Linked DNA regions of Pan troglodytes: region 1 is linked to region 2. The links are chromatin contacts, called in public HiChIP or PLAC-seq maps. All regions are on one chromosome and are shown on one strand. The core of a region is the stretch at or near the end of the contact, and the rest is flanking DNA. Distances in the headings are between cores, read along the strand shown. Region 1 holds the start of ANKS1A (ankyrin repeat and sterile alpha motif domain containing 1A). Region 2 holds the start of SNRPC (small nuclear ribonucleoprotein polypeptide C).

What was found. HiChIP or PLAC-seq counts read pairs in DNA pulled down with a chosen protein or histone mark.
Region 1: an H3K4me3 HiChIP or PLAC-seq map of stem cell-derived excitatory neurons shows a contact between it and region 2, with 2.4 times the contacts expected there. The contact joins the promoter of ANKS1A here to the promoter of SNRPC in region 2. A contact is called at or near these places in 1 of 7 Hi-C or Micro-C datasets (stem cell-derived neural progenitor cells) and 1 of 1 datasets of contacts at active chromatin or transcription factors (stem cell-derived excitatory neurons).

The regions. Positions count from the first base shown.
Region 1 is chr5:40,759,708-40,764,554 of NHGRI_mPanTro3-v2.0_pri, reverse strand. ANKS1A (ankyrin repeat and sterile alpha motif domain containing 1A) reads right to left here and starts at 1,757. Exons shown (of 24, transcript XM_518420.8): 1 at 1,413-1,757. The coding sequence starts at 1,609. It overlaps TAF11 (TATA-box binding protein associated factor 11), which reads left to right and starts at 2,907. Exons shown (of 5, transcript XM_054685716.2): 1 at 2,907-3,225. The coding sequence starts at 2,914. LOC134810196 (a long non-coding RNA gene) reads right to left here. Exons shown (of 3, transcript XR_010157690.1): 2 at 3,335-3,647; 3 at 2,839-3,249.
Region 2 is chr5:40,629,116-40,633,614 of NHGRI_mPanTro3-v2.0_pri, reverse strand. It overlaps SNRPC (small nuclear ribonucleoprotein polypeptide C), which reads right to left and starts at 1,616. Exons shown (of 6, transcript XM_001171894.8): 1 at 1,145-1,616; 2 at 739-781. The coding sequence starts at 1,152. It overlaps LOC129144241 (a long non-coding RNA gene), which reads left to right and starts at 1,503. Exons shown (of 3, transcript XR_010157687.1): 1 at 1,503-1,597; 2 at 2,465-2,583.

The DNA.
Region 1 (4,847 bases), core at 508-3,007, 130 kb before region 2:
AAATCTTAAGTACCTACTTATATTGCTTTTTAAAATCTTCCTGTAAAGACCTGGGTTGGTACTCAGTGCTTAATATCTATTAATAACAATTTATTAGCGCCTTAGGCTTATATGGTCCAAGCTCACTCAAACTGAAGTTACATAAAGTAATGGGGAACAAAAGCTAACGAAGGCATTTCTAAATGAACTTCCACTTCTTAAAAACCTCAAAAGAACAAGGAAGGAAAAAGAAATCAGGCTATGAAAGCGCTGCTGAACTAACACATTTAACTCACACTAACAAAGCACCTCCAATCCCCCTTCGAAGCCACACAAAACTGATGTTTTCCCCTCGGTCCTTACAGCTCCAGATTGAAGCGTTTAACAACAGACCTTGGAAAAGTTTACAGCATCCTTCGGTTTCCTAAACAAGTCTCTCTGCCTTTATTTCTAGATGAATAAGCCCCTGGATGAATCCTGCATATGCCACTTAGACTAATCCAATGAGGTTCACTACAAGGAACTACAATTTGAACTTCAAGCACAAGAGAGGCTCAAAGACGAACATCTTGAAAATGATACATCCAGAGGCAATTTTAATAAAACAAAAACGAGGGGCCAGGCGCGGTGGCTCACGCCTGTAATCCCAGCGCTTTGGGAAGCCGAGGCGGGCGGTTCCTGAGGTCAAGAGTTCGAGACCAGCCTGGCCAATATGGTGAAACCCCGTCTCTACTAAAAATACAAAAATTAGCCGGGTGTCGTGGCGGGCGCCTGTAATCCCAGCTACTTGGGAGGCAGAGGCAGGAGAATCGCTTGAACCCGGGAGGCGGAGGTTGCAGTGAGCCGAGATCGCGCCACTGCACTCCAGCCTGGCTGACAGAACAAGTCTCCGTCTCGAGGGAAAAAAAAAAATAAAGCGAGGTCCTGTGTAGCCTGGTGGAAGGTTCCAAGTTCCTCAGAGAAGAAAATCAATAGAATTTCCTCCAGAGGAGCCTCGAGATTCTACAAGGCGTAGGAGTTTCTGCAGGAGGTGAGGGAGATCTCATATATATATATATATATATATATATATATATATATATATATATATGATATACATATTTGCTCTTAATTGGCTTTTGTGAGCCACGATAGCTGGCACCCTGTAGCGAGCGAGGGTGAACCCTGGCTGTGCCATGCGGCGGAGGCTGCCACCTGGGCACTCCCATTCTTCGCAGCCGGGTCAGAACGGGAGACCAGGCGAGCCCGGAGCAGCGTGGACTCGGACCCGCGCGCCCTCCGGTACCCTGGCCCGCGGGCCGCCTGCCTCGCCCCGGGCACGCCACAAGCCCACCCCGCCCGAGTCTCAGGACCCCCGATCTCTCTGGGGACCCAAGAGACGGGTGGGGGAGAAAGGGTCTGCAGGCAGCGGCCCGGCCCCGGCGCGTACCCACCTGAGCAGACTGGAGAGGGGGTGGCTGGAAGAGCCGAGGCCGCCGCCGCCGCCGCCGCTGCCGCCGCCGCCGCCCCCAGAGCCACCGCCGCCGCCGCCCCCAAAGCCTGAGGAGAGCCGCTTCCCGGACAGCAGCTTCTCCACCGCCGGGAGGTGCCCGGTGCGGGCCGCCTCCAGCAGCTCCTGCTCCTTCCCCATCCCCAGGGCCGCCACCCGCTGGACCCCCTCCCCAAGGCTGCAGCCGAGCCTGCTCGGGCTCCCAAACTTTCCGTCTCCGGGCAACGCACCCCCCAAACCGGCTGGGGACACCACCCCCTCCCTGCCTTTTCCCCACGAGCGCGTCACTTCCGGGATCCGGCGTCACGCGTCACCGCGCCCCCGCGCCCCGCCCCCTAGCTCACCTAGCTGGGCGGGGCTCCGCGGACCAGCGCAGGTGGACTTTGCTGTGCCGAGACACGCCTCTCGGGGCATGGAGACAGCGCCTTGTGGGCCCCCATTATGCAGGTGGAAAGGGACAAACAGGCCCACCTGTACGCGCCTCCCGAAGTGCGCTCCTTCCCCAAAGGTTTTGGGAGCTCCTGGGACAGGAAATACGGTAATTCATCCAGGCAGCGTAGAAACAAAGAGATAAATGTAACGCGCACCTACATTTCCAAGTCCATTCTTTCAGCACGCATAAATTAAATATGTAATAGGTGCGGGGACCTAGTCATACCCAGGTGAATAAAACGCCCTCCCCCTCGTATCTCAATGAGGGAAGAGAAGAAAATTTTAAAACAGAAATATCCTCACCACTTCATCCTCCCAGTACGTGAACTAGTTCATTAAAGTGAACCGTTCAAAGGAGACACCTTCCTCTCTTTAGGCTTTCCTCTCAGTTTTAATGAGATTAACCAAACTGATAGAAAAGTGTCAGACTTGTAAAAACAAACCTCAATCTTCAGTACTGGCGAACTGAAAAAAATCATTTAATTGGGTAGAAACTATGTGTGTTTTGTTCCCTGGTACTAGCACTGTTTCTAAATCGAAGTACGCAGTCAATAGTTGTGGATGAATAAATGAATTGGATAAATTCTGCTCAAGCTATATGACTTTTTGTTGTTAAGGTGCTTGCGGAATGGAGGGGAAATGCTAGCAATTCTATGTACACACAGGCCCGCGGTTTCGGGCCAGTTGAAATATACAAGGTTGAGTCCTTGCCTGAAAGTTTACCAATCCCGGGGAGCCTCATTCCACGACACCGCCATACAACGGAACTGAGTTTTCTCCCAGTCCCCCAACTTTACTCTGAGGGGTTAACGAAGGGATTAACTGACATTGCATTTTTAGACAGGCGAAAAGGAAAAAGTTATTTAGTAAACAAAACTGCGCTCCTTCACAAGTGCTGGTTTCCTAGCGAGGAGGATCCATAGTCTGAGCTCTTTACGTCCAATTTTCCCGCTTCCTACTGTCGCCAAACCAAAGTTAAAATGAGTCCTCTAGTCCTCTACGCGCGCCTCAAAATGACCCCTCAGGAGAGCGGTAGGGGTGATGTCATCGCTGCGCGACGACAGGAAGTAAGATCCTGGCCTGTGCAGCTCGGGGTTCCGAGCTTCTGCCTCAGGCATCTCCGCGATCTCCTCTCCCCTCCAATCCTATCCGTGATGGACGATGCCCACGAGTCGCCCTCCGACAAAGGTGGAGAGACAGGGGAGTCGGATGAGACGGCCGCTGTGCCCGGGGACCCGGGGGCTACCGACACCGATGGAATCCCAGAGGAAACTGACGGAGACGCAGATGCGGACTTGAAAGAAGCTGCAGCGGAGGAAGGCGAGGTAGGAAGAGATGTACTGATGAGGCTGAAGGAATACCCAGAGATTGTGTTACTGGCTGCTCGCCGGGCTTCTGGTTAGTCCCTCCCAAGTTACGAGAACTCGAACTCACCAGAATTCCCTCCAGATCGTTAATCTTGAGGGGGAAGAGAGGGGACGACCAAACAAAACTCCAGTGCTGGTTCGGTTCCAGAGGCTCAAGCACTGTTAATATTTTTAGTCTTGTCTTTAGGGATTAAAGCTACTTCTAAGGGAGTTTTAATAGCCCGTTGGCTTTGGTGGTGAGGAAATTGGGATCCAATGTCACACTGAGACGTAGTGCAAGAGCTAAAACCCAGGATTCGTAGCACCCCTTTCACCGCAATATGGTTCCTCTTAGATGTTAAGACAACTTTTGTCTTTATAGGAAGGAGGGTCGATCAGACCTGTCAAAGGGAGATAGACTTTTATATCGAAAAGTCTATATCGATATAGACTTTTATATCGAACACGATTTAACCTGAAAGTCGCCCGGGCTGGAGAACAATGGCGCGATCTCTGGCCCACTGCAACCTGCGCCTCCTGGGTTCACGCGATTCTCCTGCTTCAGCCTCCCGAGTAGCTAGGATTACAGGCGCACACCACCATGCCCAGCTAATTTTTGTATTTTTAGTAGAGACGGGGTTTTACCATGTTGGCCAGGCTGGTCTGGAACTCCTGACCTCGTGATCCGCCCGCCTCGGCCTCCCAAAGTGCTAGGATTACAGGCGTGAGCCACCGCACCCGGTGATCAGGGACCCATCAATTGGGTCTGGTGTTTTTATGCTACAGAGAGTTCAGCAGTGTTGCCTAGCTGAGTATCGGTCAGGACCAGAAACTCATCGTTCTCAGGATTACATTTCTAGAAGTAGAATCTTGGGGTCTTACAGCTAGAAGGGATTTAAGAGATCGTGGGTGAACAGTAGATTAGATGGAAATAGCCTTTCAGAGCATAAAGTTGCATCAAAATGTATAAAGTACAAACTTTTAGAAAAAGAGAAAATTTGGGCATAGGCTCACACCTGTAATCCCAGCACTTTGGGAGGCCGAGGTGGGTGGATCGCCTGATGTCAGGAGTTTGAGACCAGCCTGGCCAACATGGCGAAACCCCGTCTCTACTAAAAATACAAAAATTAGCTGGGCATGGTGGCGGGCGCCTGTAATCCCGGCTACTTAGGAGGCTGAGGCACAAGAATCGCTTGAACCTGGGAGGCGGAGATTGCAGTGAGCCGAGATCGCACCACTGCACTCCAGCTTGGGTACCAGAGACTCCGTCTCGGAAAAAAAAAAAAAGAAAAGAAAAGAAAGAAAAAGGAAAAGAGAACATTTGACAAAAGTATTTTAAGGCAGGTTTTGGGTTTTTGTTTTTTTTTTGTTTGTTTGTTTGTTTTTTGTTTTTTGAGACCGAGTCTCGCTCTGTTGCCCAGGCTGGAGTGTGCAGTGGCGTGATCTTGGCTCACTGCAAGCTCCTTTAAGGCAGTTTTTGTTTGTTGAGACAAGGTCTCACTCTGTCACCCAGCCTGGAGTGCAGTGGCACAGTCTCTGCCTCCTGGGCTCAAGCAACCCTCTTATCCCAGCCTCCCCAGTAACTGGGACTGCAGGCATGC
Region 2 (4,499 bases), core at 367-2,866:
TACAAAATCATGCATGGTAAAAGATCCACTCAAGTGCTCTTAAGATAGACCACTAAATTTTTTTTAAGAGACCGGGTTGGCTGGGCATGGTGGCTCACACCTGTAATCCCAGCACTTTGGGAGGCCGAGGAGGACAGATCGCCTGAGTTCAGGAGTTCGAGACCAGCCTGACCAACATGGAGAAACCCCATCTCTCCTAAAAATTCAAAATTAGCCGGGCGTGGCGGCCCATGCCTGTAATCCCAGCTACTCGGGAGGCTGAGGCAGGAGAATCGCTTAAACCCGGGAGGAGCAGGTTGCAGTGAGCCGAGATTGCGCCACTGCACTCCAGCCTGGGCAACAAGAGCGAAACTCCGTTTCAAAAAAAAAAAAAGTACTAACAAAACATTCTACTTTAACTGTTGTTATTATTTGATAAGCAGCTTTTTTTGTTTTGTTGTCCAGGCTGGAGTGCAGTGCCTGATCATGCCTCACTGCAGCCTGGACCTCAAGCAATTCTCTCACCTCATCCTCTTGTGTATCTGGGACTGCAGGCACACCACCATGTCTGACTTGTTAAGCAGTTTTTAATTAAAGTTACTGAAGGGTGGGAAAATAACCTCCAATTATTTTCTTCAAGGAGTAGACCTTAAACCTCAGCAGGTGGGAAAGCACAACTTGCAACTTAAAAAAAACACAAAACTCATTTAATTATTACACATAAGGCTTTTTGAAACTATGAATAGATATGCCACTTACAGAGTCATGGGTGAGGTATGTATCGCAGTAGTCACAATAAAACCTGAAAAGAGGTGAAAGGAAGAGAAAAAGAAGATGACAACCACTGAGATGCCCATCCACGGAAGTGCTGTTCATGTAAGATAAAAACAAAACAAACAAACAAAACAAAAAGCCAGACCGCCTCACGACTCAAAAGCGTCAAAGCGTCGACACATAAACCAGGCTTTTTTTTGTTGCCTTAAGCGGGATCCACCTGCACTCTAAAATGGGGTGTCTAGCACTCTCCATCTCCCTGCCTCCGTCCACCCGGCCAAGATACTCTCCCATCCCTCGAGGTTTCAGAAACCAGAACCCGCTCTCCGCTCCTGCATGGGGGCCACAGCTAGTGACTACGATCACCCTCAGATTCCGGGGCCCCACTCACTTGGGCATGTTGCTCTGCAGGCCGTTGGCCACTCCGTTACGTGACGCCCGGAAATGACGCGCACAGCCAGCGACGACACCGCGGAACCCCACGAGACTAGCATGAAGATTTCCGAAGCCCTCGCCTCCAGCAGCCGAGCGAGGGGCGGGGCTTTTCCTTTTCTTCCTTTCATCTATAGGATGGCGGGAAGGAGGAGTACTACGGGCCGCTACGAGGTTCAATCCAAGCTCACTTAATCTTGTTTGTCGGTGCTTCCGGAAGAGCGTATTTAATCTTTCTATAAATATTTAATGATTCTCTGCTACGCGCCTGGAGCTGCTATAAATGCTGAAAAAACAGCAGTGAACAAAACAGATAAGAATTCTTGTCCTCGTGGGGTTGAGATTCTAGTGGAACAAGACAGATATTAAAACCAACAGGAGCCGGCGCCGTGGCTCGCGCCTGGAATGTCAGGTACTCCCGACGCTGAGACGGGAGGATCACGTGAGCCCAGGAGTTGGACACCAGCCCTGGGCAACATAGCGAAACTCTTGTCTCTACAAAAAATTTAAAAACTAGCCAGACTTTGGCCCGGCGCGGTGGGTCACGCGTGTAATCCCAGCACTTTGGGAGGCCGAGGCGGGCGGATCGCCTGAGGTCAGGAGTTCGAGATACGCCCGGCCAACCTGGTGAAACCCGGTCTCTACTAAAAATACAAAAGTTAGCTGGGCGTGGTGGCGGGCCCCTGTAATCCCAGCTACTCGGGAGGCTGAGGCAGGAGAATGGCTTGAACCCGGGAGGCGGAGGTTTCGGTGAGCCGAGATCGCACCATTGCACTCCAACCTGGGCGACAGAGCGAGACTCCGTATCAAAAAAAAAAAAATTGGACGTGATAGCGCCCGCCTGTGGTCTCAGCTAGCTACTCAGGAGACTGAGATGGGAGGATCGCTTGAACCCAGGAGGTCGTGGCTATAGTGAGTCGTGATCGCACCACTGCACTCCAGGCTGGGTGACAGAGTGGTACCCTGTCTCAAAAAAATGGTAAATATTTATAGTAGTGGGTTAGGTGGAGCAAAGCGAAGCAGGGAAGAGGGGAGTCCAACTTTACAGAGGATAGAGAAAGGTTGTCTCGTCTTTTTTAAATTTATTTTTGTTTTTGTTTTGTTTTGTTTTTTGGGACGGAGTCTCACTCTGTCGCTCAGGCTGGAGTGCAGTGGTGCTATCTCGGTTCACTGCAAGCTCCACCTCCCGGGTTCACGCCATTCTCCTGCTTCAGCCTCCCGAGTAGCTGGGATTACAGGCGCATGCCACCACGCCCGGCTAATTTTTTTGTATTTTTAGTAGAGACGGGGTTTCACCGTGTTAACCAGGATGGTCTTCAACTCCTGACCTCAAGTAATCTGCCCGCCTCGGCCTCCCGAAGTGCTGGGATTACAGGCGTGAGCCACCGCGCCCGGCAGGTAATAATTATTGTAGGATTCAAGGAAGAATTACATGTGAAGATCCTTGTAAGTGTTTAATACAATATACACACTAACCCCTCCACAAAAGGTAATTATTACATAGGAGAAAATTGATAGAAGTAACTTGTCCACAGATACCACCTGTTCTAGCAATAAGGCCAAACTTCCAGCCTGGTCTGTCAGACTCCAAAATGGCCTTCCTCCTTTTAGAAAAGGGAAATATTAGCAAGCGTTGGGACCTGAGGAGAGGGAGTTTTTGTTTTTGTTCTTCTACCCTATGTTCTCTGATGGTAGAATTGCAACCAAATAATAATAATAATTGCTAGTTTATTTGAATGTTTACTATGTCATAGGTTCTTTAAATGCATTGATTTACTTAATCCGTTCAACAACCCTATTTATTCACATTTCAGATGAGGAAACTGACCTTTAGAAAGAGTAAGTACCACAAAGATTACTTCCTGGTCCTAAGGGGTAAGTTAACTGTGCCCCGGCTCTTACCACCATAACACCGTGGTAAATCTTAACATAATGGCAGAACAACCAGATATTATGTGTCTCCTGCTGGGATGACAATATTAAGTAGCTACCATCAACTATGACTTTTTTTTTTTTTTTTTGAGAGAGGGTCTCGCCCTGTTGCCCAGGCTGGAATGCAGTGGTTCTATCACAGCTCACTTCAGCCTCAACCTCCCGGGATCAAGCAATCCTCCCTCTTCACCTTCCAAGTACCTGGGACTACAGGCACCTGACACCATACCCTTGTTAATTTTTTTAATTTTTTGCAGAAAAAGGGTCTCAAACTCCTGACTTCAAGCAATTTCCCACCTCAGCCTCCCAAAGTTCTGGGATTACATGTGTTAGCCTCTATACCCAACAACTATGACATATCATAAAAAAATGTTTAGTAGCCACAAAAATTAAAAATAATTTTAAAAAAATGTTTAACTTAGATCTAATCAAGTTAACAGGATAGGCTATAGGATCAGCTAAAGGAAAGCAAAAGGCAGCAAACAAATTCTGGCAGTAGGATGTTGTAAGGACAACTGGCCTCTTTCCTTCACTAATTTAGGAAAAGGTATTTTTCTAAATTTAAATATTAAGAGACATAACAACCAGATGTAGTGTATCATCTACATCTAGATCCTAGTTTGGACAAACCAGCTATAAAGGACATTTTGCAGAAAATGCCTGGGTCTTGATGTTGCATTTCCAGAAACCCACCTTTGTCCAGGTACCTTCAGTTGATTTTCCTCAAGGGAATGGATTCATCAGTTATGTTGTTTATTTTGTTTTGGTTTTTGGTTTTTTCTGAGATACGTTCTCACTCTGTCACCCAGGCTGGAGTGCAGTGGCACTGTCTCGGCTCACTGCAACCTCCGCTTCCTGGGTTCAAGAGATTCTCATGCCTCAGCCTCCCAAGTAGCTGGGATTACAGGTGTGTGCCACCATGCCCGGCTCATTTTTTTGTATTTTTAGTAGAGACAGGGTTTCACCACGTTGGCTAGGCTGGTCTCGAACTCCTGACCTCAAATGATCTGCCAGCCTCAACTTCCCAAAGTGCTGGGATTACAGGCATGAGCCACCACGCTCGGCCCATCAGTTATGTTTTGATTTCTTCCTGATTTCCCTCTGTGCTGACCCTGGCCTTTTTTTTTTTGCTTTCAAGTCTATTCTTCACTTTTCCCCTGCTCTTTTCAAAATGGCAGTGGAAGCCGGGTTCAGTAGCTCACACTGGTAATCCCAGCTACTCAGGAGGCTGAGGTAGAAGGATCACTTGAGCCCAGAAGTTGGAGGCTACAGTGAGCTATGGTCTGGCCACGGCACTCCAGCCTGGGCAGTGGAGTGAGACTCCATCACTATTAAAAAAAAAAAAAAGGTCAGGCGTGGTGGCACGCACGCCTGTAATCCCA